Regions from separate parts of the Danio rerio genome. Here region 1 is linked to region 2. A link is a contact called in public Hi-C data. All regions are on one chromosome and are shown on one strand. Each heading gives the region's core, a stretch centred on a gene start, on an enhancer-like site or on the middle of the called end of the contact. The rest is flanking DNA. Distances are from core to core; before and after follow the strand shown. Region 1 holds the start of nubp2 (nucleotide binding protein 2 (MinD homolog, E. coli)). Region 2 holds the start of capn15 (calpain 15).

What was found. Hi-C and Micro-C count contacts between places; a contact is called where the count stands out from the background.
Region 1: a Hi-C map of hematopoietic stem cells shows a contact between it and region 2, with 2.1 times the contacts expected there. The contact joins the promoter of nubp2 here to the promoter of capn15 in region 2. A contact is called at or near these places in 2 of 18 Hi-C or Micro-C datasets (hematopoietic stem cells and an unstated tissue).

What each region holds. Positions count from the first base shown.
Region 1 is chr24:42,881,827-42,887,445 of GRCz12tu, reverse strand. It overlaps nubp2 (nucleotide binding protein 2 (MinD homolog, E. coli)), which reads left to right and starts at 2,854. Exons shown (of 6, transcript NM_001312901.1): 1 at 2,854-2,942. The coding sequence starts at 2,934. spsb3b (splA/ryanodine receptor domain and SOCS box containing 3b) reads right to left here and starts at 2,116. Exons shown (of 7, transcript XM_073941175.1): 1 at 1,970-2,116.
Region 2 is chr24:42,723,714-42,729,138 of GRCz12tu, reverse strand. It overlaps capn15 (calpain 15), which reads right to left and starts at 3,107. Exons shown (of 12, transcript XM_002663847.8): 1 at 2,885-3,107. The coding sequence starts at 2,979.

The DNA of each region.
Region 1 (5,619 bases), core at 1,605-4,104, 160 kb before region 2:
GTATATTATGATAAAAGTTGATAATACATATGCATAATATAAATAAATGCGCTGATAAAATATATTCTCCAAACCTCAGACATGAATAATAATAAAATAACAACCAATACAAACTAACAACACAAAATATATGTATTATAATACAAACAATATTCAAAAACTTAAATTATTACATATATAAATAGTTAAGTTAGCATTATTAGGTTTATTAATATTTATTGATGTTATTATTAATTATTATAGTCATCATATTGCACATAAAATGGGTTTATATACTTCCTAAAATAATTACCAGAGTATGTCCTTTCATCAGACACACATTCTTAAATATTAATTACATATAAATACACAGATAAAATATATTCCACAACCTCGTATATAGATAAAAAATATTACCAATACTAACTCAAAACAAAATATACATATCATCACACTAACATTATTACAAATCTTCAATCATAATCAATTAAATATATCAGTAGTTAAGTTTCCGTTGTTATGTATATTAATTTTTATTGATATTTTTATTAATTATAATAGTCATCATATTGCACACGAAAATGGGTTTATATAATTTACAACTTCCCACCATAATCACCAGAGTATTTCCTGTCAGCACCAAAAGTCACACACTTTCTCAAATATTAATTACATATAAACACACTGATGAAATATATCCCCCAAACCTCATTTGGAGATAAAATATACTATTAATACTAACTCTACTAATTACAATAATACAAAATACACTCATCATCACACTAACAGTATTACAAACCTTCACTAATCATAATTGATTGAATATATCAGTAGTTAAGTAAGAGTTATTACCTTTATAAATATTTATTGATATTATTATTGATTATAGTCATTATATTGCACGGGTTTATATACTTTACAACTTCCTACCATAATCACTAGAGTTTTTCCTGTCGGCACCAAGAGTCACAAACTTTATCAAATATTAATTACATACAATTACACAGATACAATTTTTCCACAACTTTCTACATAGATAAAATATACTATCAATTCTAACTCTATTAATTACAATATTAATTACACTAGATCAAATATATCAGTAGTTAGGTTAGAGTTATGACATTTAATAATATGTATTATTATTATCATCATCATCCTGCACTGTAATAACATGCAACGACAGTCAAGACAATATAGCAATTGTAATATTGTATTTTACTGTAATATAAATAAAATTGTAACTTGTTTATATATATATATATATATATATATATATATATATATATATATACATATACATACATACACACACACACACACACACACACACACACATACATACATATATACATATATATATATATATATATATATATATATATATATATATATATATATATATATATGCTTTAATCTACTTTTAATAAGTAATAACCTATTTATATATTTTTATGTTGTTTTAACCTGTTTTAATAAGTTGATAACCTATTTATACATTTTTTGCTGCTTTAATCTATTTTAAATAAGTTGTTGACCTATATATATATATATATATATATATATATATATATATATATATATATATATATATATATATATATATATATATTTATGTTGCTTTAACCTGTTTTAATAAGTTAATAACCTATATATATATATATATTTTTATGTTGTTTTAATTTGTTTTAATAAGTTAATAGCCTGTTTATATATTGTTTATGTTGCTTTAAATTGTTTTAATAAGTTAATCAGGTTTCAACAACAACAAAAATGTAAGTTATACAAAGTTTAACTTGATATATTGAGTCAGTTTGATTAATGTAGGTTGAGATGACTAGAAAAGTTCATTTTATTCACCTAAAAAACTTAAGACGATAGTTTTTAACGTGTGCACTTTCAGAAATCACTACACGTCCAACCCAACACAACTTCTGCTAAAGTTTTATTACTTGCGACCCACAAAATGTAAACATAAAAGCTCTCATACCTTGAGAAGGTTTCGTAGAGTTTGTATCTTCTGCTTTAAACACACGTCTCCATCTGGAGCTGCTGTAAGTGATATAGCAGATGCCTGTTAGTGCGCTGACCTACATCTACACACACCAATAACACCAGCCATCAATCATACTATGGTAAAGGAGTAGTTCATGACTATCAATTAGGTCATTCGGCGTTGCTTGGTAACCTTCCTGTATCGTCTTGCGACAGTAAAATCTCATTGGTTGACGGAGTAGCGCCCGCCTATATTGTCTCGTTCTCAGCCAATCGGATTGCTTTATTGGACAAACGTCTTTCTACGTAGTTAATTTTCAATGTGCACAGTGTTCGCCATAGTAGTTACCTGACAGACGGGACAGGTCATTCTGTCTATCATCCTCATTAAAGGCCGCTTTAAGGATCAGCTCGGGCTGGCTTTCCGTCAACTTCACCTAAAACGACAAATTATATGACCTACAGACCAACATGCAGACATCAGTGACGCGGTGAACTCAAACGACTGAGCAACACAAACCTGTATTTGCATTATTATGCACTGCGGGCTGGTATTATACTATGAATATTCATGAGTAAGTTCAAGCATAAAAGGATAAATCCGTTTAAGCGCATCTGAAAATAATATTAATGCTATTTATTATTCTTTACTTTATGAATCTGTGTCACTAAAACACTTTTTTTTACGTTTGAATATTATTTAGTCTATAATTTGAACATGACAACAAGATAAATGCAACATGCTACCATCAGTACATATTATTACACGTAGAATAAAAGAATAACAACCAGATAAATAAAAATAAAATAAAAATGCCTTCGTTCAACACTTTAAACGTTAGTTTGGGCGTCATAAGTCGGCTCACTCCTGCATCCGATTGGATGAGCTTGATCTTTAGGCGGGACCAAAACACCTGACGTCAAAATGACGTTTAACTTGCGGAAGTAAAACAACATGGATGGCAGCGGTAAGTCTGATCACATCGATTAGCAGGACAAGTTTTTATGTAATACAACCGAATCACTTCACAGTTGCCCATTTAAGGTGTAGTAAAAGTGCAATAATACAAGCGATACGTTACTGAAATACATGTGAAGGCAAACACAGTGTCTTGACATGCAACTAAACATAGTAAAACTGTTGCGTAAATAAACCACATTGTCATATTTTAAGACATCGAGACTGTATTACAGTGTTTTGCTGGACATTTACCCGGATTATATCATTTGGAGCTATGCAACATTATTAATGCTACATCACTGTACCACTAGTGACTAAAGTACAACATTAGAGGTTAAAAACATTAACTTATAGACTATCTATGAATTTAACCGTATATTCTATGAATTTAACCAAAGACATTTGTCAAAAACATTTCTTAGAGTGTAGATTAAAGGGTTAAAATATTGTAATACAGTGTATGTATATATATATATATATATATATATATATATATATATATATATATATATATATATATATATAAATTATACTTTAAAGACACTTTCTTACAATCACTCCATATCTCTAAAAAACATTGTCTCATTTATGAAGTCTGCTTCACACAGGTGAGTGGGCTTGACAACCACCTGTAGAAACACTGGGGTAAAGTTGGTTTTGTAGTCACACATTTGGACTTCCTCCAAATATAATAATCCAAATATATACTCCAAGCATAATTTCAGAAAAGTATTATCTGCAAATTCTAAATAATGATTTCAAGAGTTCATACTTAACTGATAATTGATTATAAAGCTTGTTTGGCATGCTGTCCCGGGAGAGGGCCCTGAGCTCATAAGATCCTCGAGCCAGTGCTCCCTCCCATTGGCGAGAGGGGAGTTTGAGCTTAGGTAGATCTCGAGAACTCCCCTGCTGTAGTAGCTAATGAACAGATAGTGATTGCTCTTAAGAGATAAATACCTACTAGGAGCATGTTGGCGATTTAGATTAGTCAATTAACTTAAGTTGCATGATTTTGGACGGTGGGAGGAAACCAGGGGAACCCCGGGGAAACCCACGTGAGCACAGGGAGAACATGTAAATGTTAGCTGGCTTGGTAAGGACTAGAACCAGTGATGTTCTTGCTGTGAGGCAACAGTGCTAACCACTGGGCTACCGTGCCTCTCATCTAAATAAAACCAACTTTCCCTCAATTTCAGAAACACTCTTCTCTCTTTTAAAAACGTAACCCGCGCACTGTGTATATTGCCTTTTGTTAAATCGATGAATGCCTCTTCGATTGTAAGTCACTTTGGACAAAAGCATCTGTTAAATGGCTAAATGTAAACGTGAAGTAATGAAGAAGAGTAATGTTTAGTTTACCTCATATGTGTGTGTCAGGAAAGGGAAATCTGGATCAGGTGAAGCACGTGCTTCTGGTTCTGTCTGGTAAAGGTGGCGTAGGGAAAAGCACCATCACCACTGAACTCGCCCTCGCCTTCAGACATGCAGGAAAGAAGGTGATTATTCTGTTCTATTCTCATCTGTCCCGCTGCCTTGTCGCCACTTCAAGTTCTAATCAGTATCAAGCCTTTAACTTAATAAACAGTTTTGGTAAAATAAATCAATGGAGCACGACCATGCAACAGAACTCAGATAAGCTCGGAAGAAACAAAGCTTAAAAAAAATGAACTGGTTGCTTTCAGAGACAGGCTTCAGCCACTGTTTAAACTCGTCTTTCTCCAACTAGGAGTACGCAAACTTACATTTTCCCATTTTGCAGTCAGTTTCGCTCTATGATTTTGCTACATGTGGAGCACATCACACCACCTTCCCACGTTTGTGGCAAATTACGTGACATCTCCCTGATGAAGGAGCTTGGTCAGACGCGCCCCGGCCTGAACCACTCGCGTGGATCGAGGAACATAAATATATTTATGCTTTTTTTGGAGTCAAAAACTTTGAACAATGCTTGAACAAACTTTAAGACCTTGTAAAATCCGGATTAAAACTTTTAAGGGGCTTAATTTTCTCATAATTCATTGTTCAACTTGTAATACCTTTTAGGACCCTGCAGACACCCTGATTCTATTATGCACTATTATTTTTTGTTTCATGCTGCTCTATTCTGTACTCCTCTGTGTTCAATTCTCTTCTATTATGCTCTATTCTGTTCCAATATGCCATTGCATATTCTATTCAGCTCTGATGCATTCTGCTCTATTCTGTTCTATGGTGCTCTATTATATTTAGTTCTGTTCCATTCTGCTCTTTTTAATTCAGTTCCATTATGTTCTGTTCTATTCTGCTCCATTATGTACTACTCTGTTTCATTCAGATCTATTAAATTAGGTTCCATTATGCTCAAATATATTCTGCTCCAATATGCTATTTTCTATTCTACGGCTCCATTCTGCTCCATTCTATTCAGTTCCATTCTGCTCTATTCTCTTCTATTGTATACTGCTCCAATATGCTATTCTCTATTCCAGGGGTTCCAAAACTTTTCAGCCCGCGACCCCCAAAATAACAATGCCAGTGACTCGCGACCCCCAATATCCTCTGAGGTGGTTATAAATACAGAAACCTTGCATGCAATGACGCAGACACACAAATTAAATTCGTGTCAGTGCTTTAAATGTGCTAGAAAGTATAACCTGATGTTATAAAATCAAACTGCATCTGACGCTATTGCTGCCTTTAAT
Region 2 (5,425 bases), core at 1,858-4,357:
ATCAGTCATGCATTCAGCAAAATGTCTGTTGGTTATTCATGTTCAATATGTCAAACATAGGAAGTTTCATGACAGATGTGTTCTTGCACTTTCGCAATAACCCAGCTCACTAAACCAGTCTGACTAGTTCCCATGTACTCGCATGAATATACACGGATGCATACAGATTCCTGTGGAGTGACAGAGATGATGCCTGAATTAACTTACTGAAACTAAACAGGCTCCATTATGTACGTCAACAATGCCAAAACAAGCACAAGATATTTAACTAAAACATGTGACTGGCAACAGCAGATTCAGAAGAAAATGAGTCATTGTTCACTGTAAAGCCAATTTTGATGCCTTAAATATTTTCGTTGAAGCATATTAGCTTTTCTAGTCATCTCAACTTTCAAGAAATACTAAGTTAACTTTGTATACACCTACAAAAAGTCACTGAAACCTGATTAACTTATGAAATGAGGAAAGCAACATTGAAACTTTTGTCGTCATGACTATTTGTCATCGTTTTAACAGTGGAAACCCACACCTACTTAACCTTTACTCAATGAACTCCTATCATGAACTGATAAAAAGCTACATTTGCACCTTCCAGATTTGTATTCAGTTCTAGGAGTTCAACATTAAAACACTTTATACGAAAGTATATCTGATTAACACACACACACTCTTTCATTAACATCTGTTACACTCTAGATCCAGACTGCTGGATAAAGACAGACTGATTTACAAAATTAATGAGGTAAAGTTGGTTTTATATTCGCACATTCATTCAGTGACAACTTGTGACACGCTCCCTATAGTGTTTATCATGGTATTTTGAATATTCAGTCAGAAATTAGATGCAAGTATGACTTCGAAGCATCACTTTCACTATTAATTTAACTGCGAACACTTTGTACTTTGATAGTCATTAGCTGCTAATATGATTGCACAGAATTTCCAAAGAATATACAAGCAATTCCATGCAAATGTTAACCTTGCTATGAAAAAAAAATTAGGTTTTCGCCAAAATATGGAGACCCTTTCTGCGTTTTTTTGTGCAAGCAAGCATTTTACAGTGCTTTAAAGTTACTCAAATATCTCTGTTAATGTTTTCAAATAATTATATTTGGTTTACTAAAATCACACAAGTGCCAATTTAACATCTTTCACATTCATAGCAGAGAGATGTCACATCCATAACCATACTTTTCCCTCATAAATGCTAAAAATATCAAATAAAATCAATCGTTTTGGATCTATAGTGAGCAACTCTTATATTTTCGATTAGTGTTATTTGTTTTGGGTTGCGCAGTTTAATTCAGAGAATTTCTACAAAGTATGTGATCTACTGTAAACTCACATACTTTACTGGTCACATCCATAACACATGTTTATTCCCCTCATTTAAAATCTAAACAAAATGTTTACAGATGATTCCATAACTCTGTGGTTAGCTGTTTTGGAAAATATAAACAGATGTGTCAATATAATTTAACATACAGTTGAAGTCAGAATTTTATTTATTTATTTATTCTTTTTTTTATATATATTACCCAAATGATGTTTAACAGAGCAAGGACATTTTCACAGTATGTCTGATAATATTTTTTCTTCTGGAGAAAGTCTTATTTGATTTATTTCGGCTAGAATAAAAGCAGTTTTTAATTTTTTTAAAACTATTTTATGGTGAAAATTATTTGTAATTATAAAATTATTAGTCCCTTTAAGCTATTTATTTTTTGATTACAAAACAAACCACTGCCCGACAGGCAATAACTTGCCTAGTCAACCTAATTAACCTAGAAAATAACCTTTATATGTCACTTTAAGCTGCATAGCAGTGTCTTGAAAAATATCTAGTCAAATATTATTTACTGTCATCATGGAAAAAATAAAATCAATCAGTTATTATAGATGAGTTATTGAAACTATTATGTTTATTAAAGTGTTGAAAAAAATCTTCATTAAACAGAAATAGGGGGGGAAAGGGGGGCAAATATTTCTGACTTTAACTGTATACTTTCTCAGTGCATTTGAAGAGTTTACATGCGAAACCCTCAAAATACCATCTGAAATATTCCTCTAAAATGAGCATGTTTATCAGACTCCTATGTAAATGTTTAGTAATATCACTTTTATGGCAAAGAATAAGTCATTTTTCTTGTCTTTAAAGTGGTATATCTCAACATAAACAAAGGAATCTACAAAAAAATCATTTTTGATGGAGATTTCAGATGTCGTTTAGAGGTTTTTGCATCTGAACTCTTCATTTATGGTTTGAGATTTTAATGCAAATGTCACATCCATAACGCTGGAATTGCTCATACTCTTCTGACATTATATTATTAATGAGGAAGTCAGAATGTGTGGATATAAAACCAACTCAATTACAAACTTAACTATTCTACTAAAATTCTACTTTAATAATATTTGATCATCAACTGATGGAAAAAAACATCAACAAGTCAACCAGGCTGAATGAAGAATTAATGAAGAGTCTATTATTCATAAAGATGATCATTTTCGAAGTTATTCCTATAACAGATGTTGTTCATATACACAATAATACAGCTCCACAGTGTAATATTTTTGTTTGGAATATTTTAAACGCTGCTCATTATTAATGATAGCTGAACTCCAAATGTCAGACTTCACTTCCTACTTCAGAAGCATCACTGAAGCAGGGCTTTCAGAACGAGTTCTTTTCCCACAGAATGATACATTGTATCACTTCGCCGACGGCAAGGAAGTTGAAAAGATACAATGTAACATTTGATGAGGCTGAGCAATTAAAGAGACAGAAACACACACATTTACGTCAAATAACCCCCAGCGTGGCACGTGATGTGTGTTATGATATTATGATCTATTATATACGTGTTTAGAAAAGTGATCTTACTTGTGGAGCACGGGCAGACCTTTGGATGGACCGAGCTTCTCTTCTTCCTTGATTTGCCCTTTTAACTTTCCCTTCTGCGGTCCTGAATTAGCCATGTAAACGCAAAAGCCGTCATAAAAACGCGTTCTTACTCTCAACGAGCTTCTTTTTCCGCCGATCCATGCTCTTTTGTGGATGTGCTGATGTGTGATCTGGCTGGTTTGATCTACAGCTTTAATCTCGCAGGGTTCCTCATGCTCCTCTATGGAAATAATCACAAGAAACAGATCAGCGCGCAGTCGGCGTACATCCGCGGTCTGTCGTGGCGCTGCGCTGGTTTAATGGCGTAACTCGCGTTCAGAATGCGGATTTCTGAAACTCATTTCCCAAAATGCCTTGTGTGGACTGAACAGAAAGGTAAATTCTCATTGGACCGCAAATGTTACCGGCTTGATGGTGTTCCTGGAAAACGCATGGTTATTTGCCTACAGAGGGCGCTCTGCGGCCCAGAATCATCAATCCTCATTAAATCACATTCAAATCTCAGCACTGTTTTATTTTAACAGTGAGACTTTAAAAGTAATTGCAACCATTGATATTTAATTTAGAAAAACTTATAATTTGTCTAAGTTGTTTTTATAATTTTTTTATTAAAATTACCATTTTTAAAACGTATATTTTCACACAGTCAACGCAGTTAAACATGATTGGTATATCTTTATTTGCGCCTTGAAAAGTAACAGGTATCACGTGACAACGCCTTCTCCTTTTGAGGCGTCTGGACCAAGTTTTACACCCAAAGAACTTCACAGTATTAATACTTTAATTGTTTTTTTAAATCGTGACAGGATTTATTATAAATATTATAAATGCATATTATTCAAATATATATATATATATATATATATATATATATATATATATATATATATATATATATATATATAAATTTATTTATTTATTTTTATTTATTTATTTTTTTTATATCAATGTTTACAATCCGCTTAATAAGCTTTCATTCTATTTCTATGAAGTACAACAACTCCCAGATGTGGGTAAACCGAATAGGTTTAGTTTCGTTCAGCCTCAGGTGAGAAAACCGGATAATAATAAGCTAAATATCATTCCTTAATTTTTTTCAGCTTAGTCCCTTTATTAATCAGGGGTCACCACAGAGGAATGGACCACCAACTTATCTAGCATATGTTTAATTTACACAGGTATACCCTTCCACTCACAACCCAACATTCACAACCCATACACTCGTGCATTTACACACATGCACTACGGCCAATTTAGTTTCTTCAATTCCCCTATATCGCATGTGTTTGAACTGTGGGAGAAACAGGAGCACCCAGAGTAAACCCACGCCAACATGAGCAGAACATGCAAACTTTACTCAGAAATGCCAACTGACCCATGGCGCGACCCAGCGACCGTTCTTGCTGTGAGGGGACTTTGCTACTGATTACCCACTTGAATATTTAATGTAGAGATACATTTTTAATGTTTAAATGATCATCCTAAATGTGAAATCCTATTTGTTTCCATTTTTTAATTTAACAGTTTCATGAAACAAACGTGAAACCCGCAATTAAATGTGTAATCAGTCAAAAGTTTGGAAAAAGTCATATTTTGTGTTGATATATATGGCAACACAGTGGCGCAGTAGGTAGTGCTGTTGCCTCACAGCAAGAAGGTCGCTGGTTCGGGCCTCTGCTGGGTCAGTTGGCGGTAGCATGTTGTTCCTCCAGGTGCTCCGGTTTCCCCCACAGTCCAAAGACATGCGGTACAGGTGAATTATACAAGCTAAAAGTAGTGTATGAGTGTGACTGAATGTGTGTGGATGTTTCCCATGGATGGTTTGCGGCTAGAGGGGCATCTGCTGCGTAAAAATGTGCTGGATAAGTTGACGGTTCGTTCCGCTGTGGCGACCCCGGATTAATAAAGGGACTAAGCCGACAAGAAAATGAATGTGTTCATATTTATATTAATGACGTAAACATTTTGTTCGCTCTTGAGAACAAAATTCACATTGCGTTGTGAAAAATTCACTGCTGTAAACAAAATACCTTTCATTATTCTTTTATTAAAACAAAGTTCAAAATTACATTTATTTGACACGTGTGGTGGACATTATAGATATGCAAAGCCGTGAATATGATTTTGATTGTGAACAGCGACATCTAGTGTCTTAACGATAGAACTGTTGGAATAAGACTTAAAAACGTCCCAAGCGCTCCATCAAGTGGAAGATCTGAGAAAATGATCCTCCATTCACATTTGACGTTTCATGCTTCTATTAATAAAAGGGATAGTTAACCAATACTGAACATGCTGTCATCGTTTACCTACCCTTCACTTGTTTCATTATCAGTTTCATGAGCTTCTTTCCTCTGTTAAACACAGAAGATATTTAGAAAAATGTTTCAATAGTATTTGTTCTTTTGTACTATGGAATTCAATGGTTACAGGTTTCCAGCTTTCTTCGGAAATGTCTTGTTTTGTGTTCAACACAAGAAAGAGGTTTAAAACCACTTAAGGGAGAGTAATCAGTGAGTA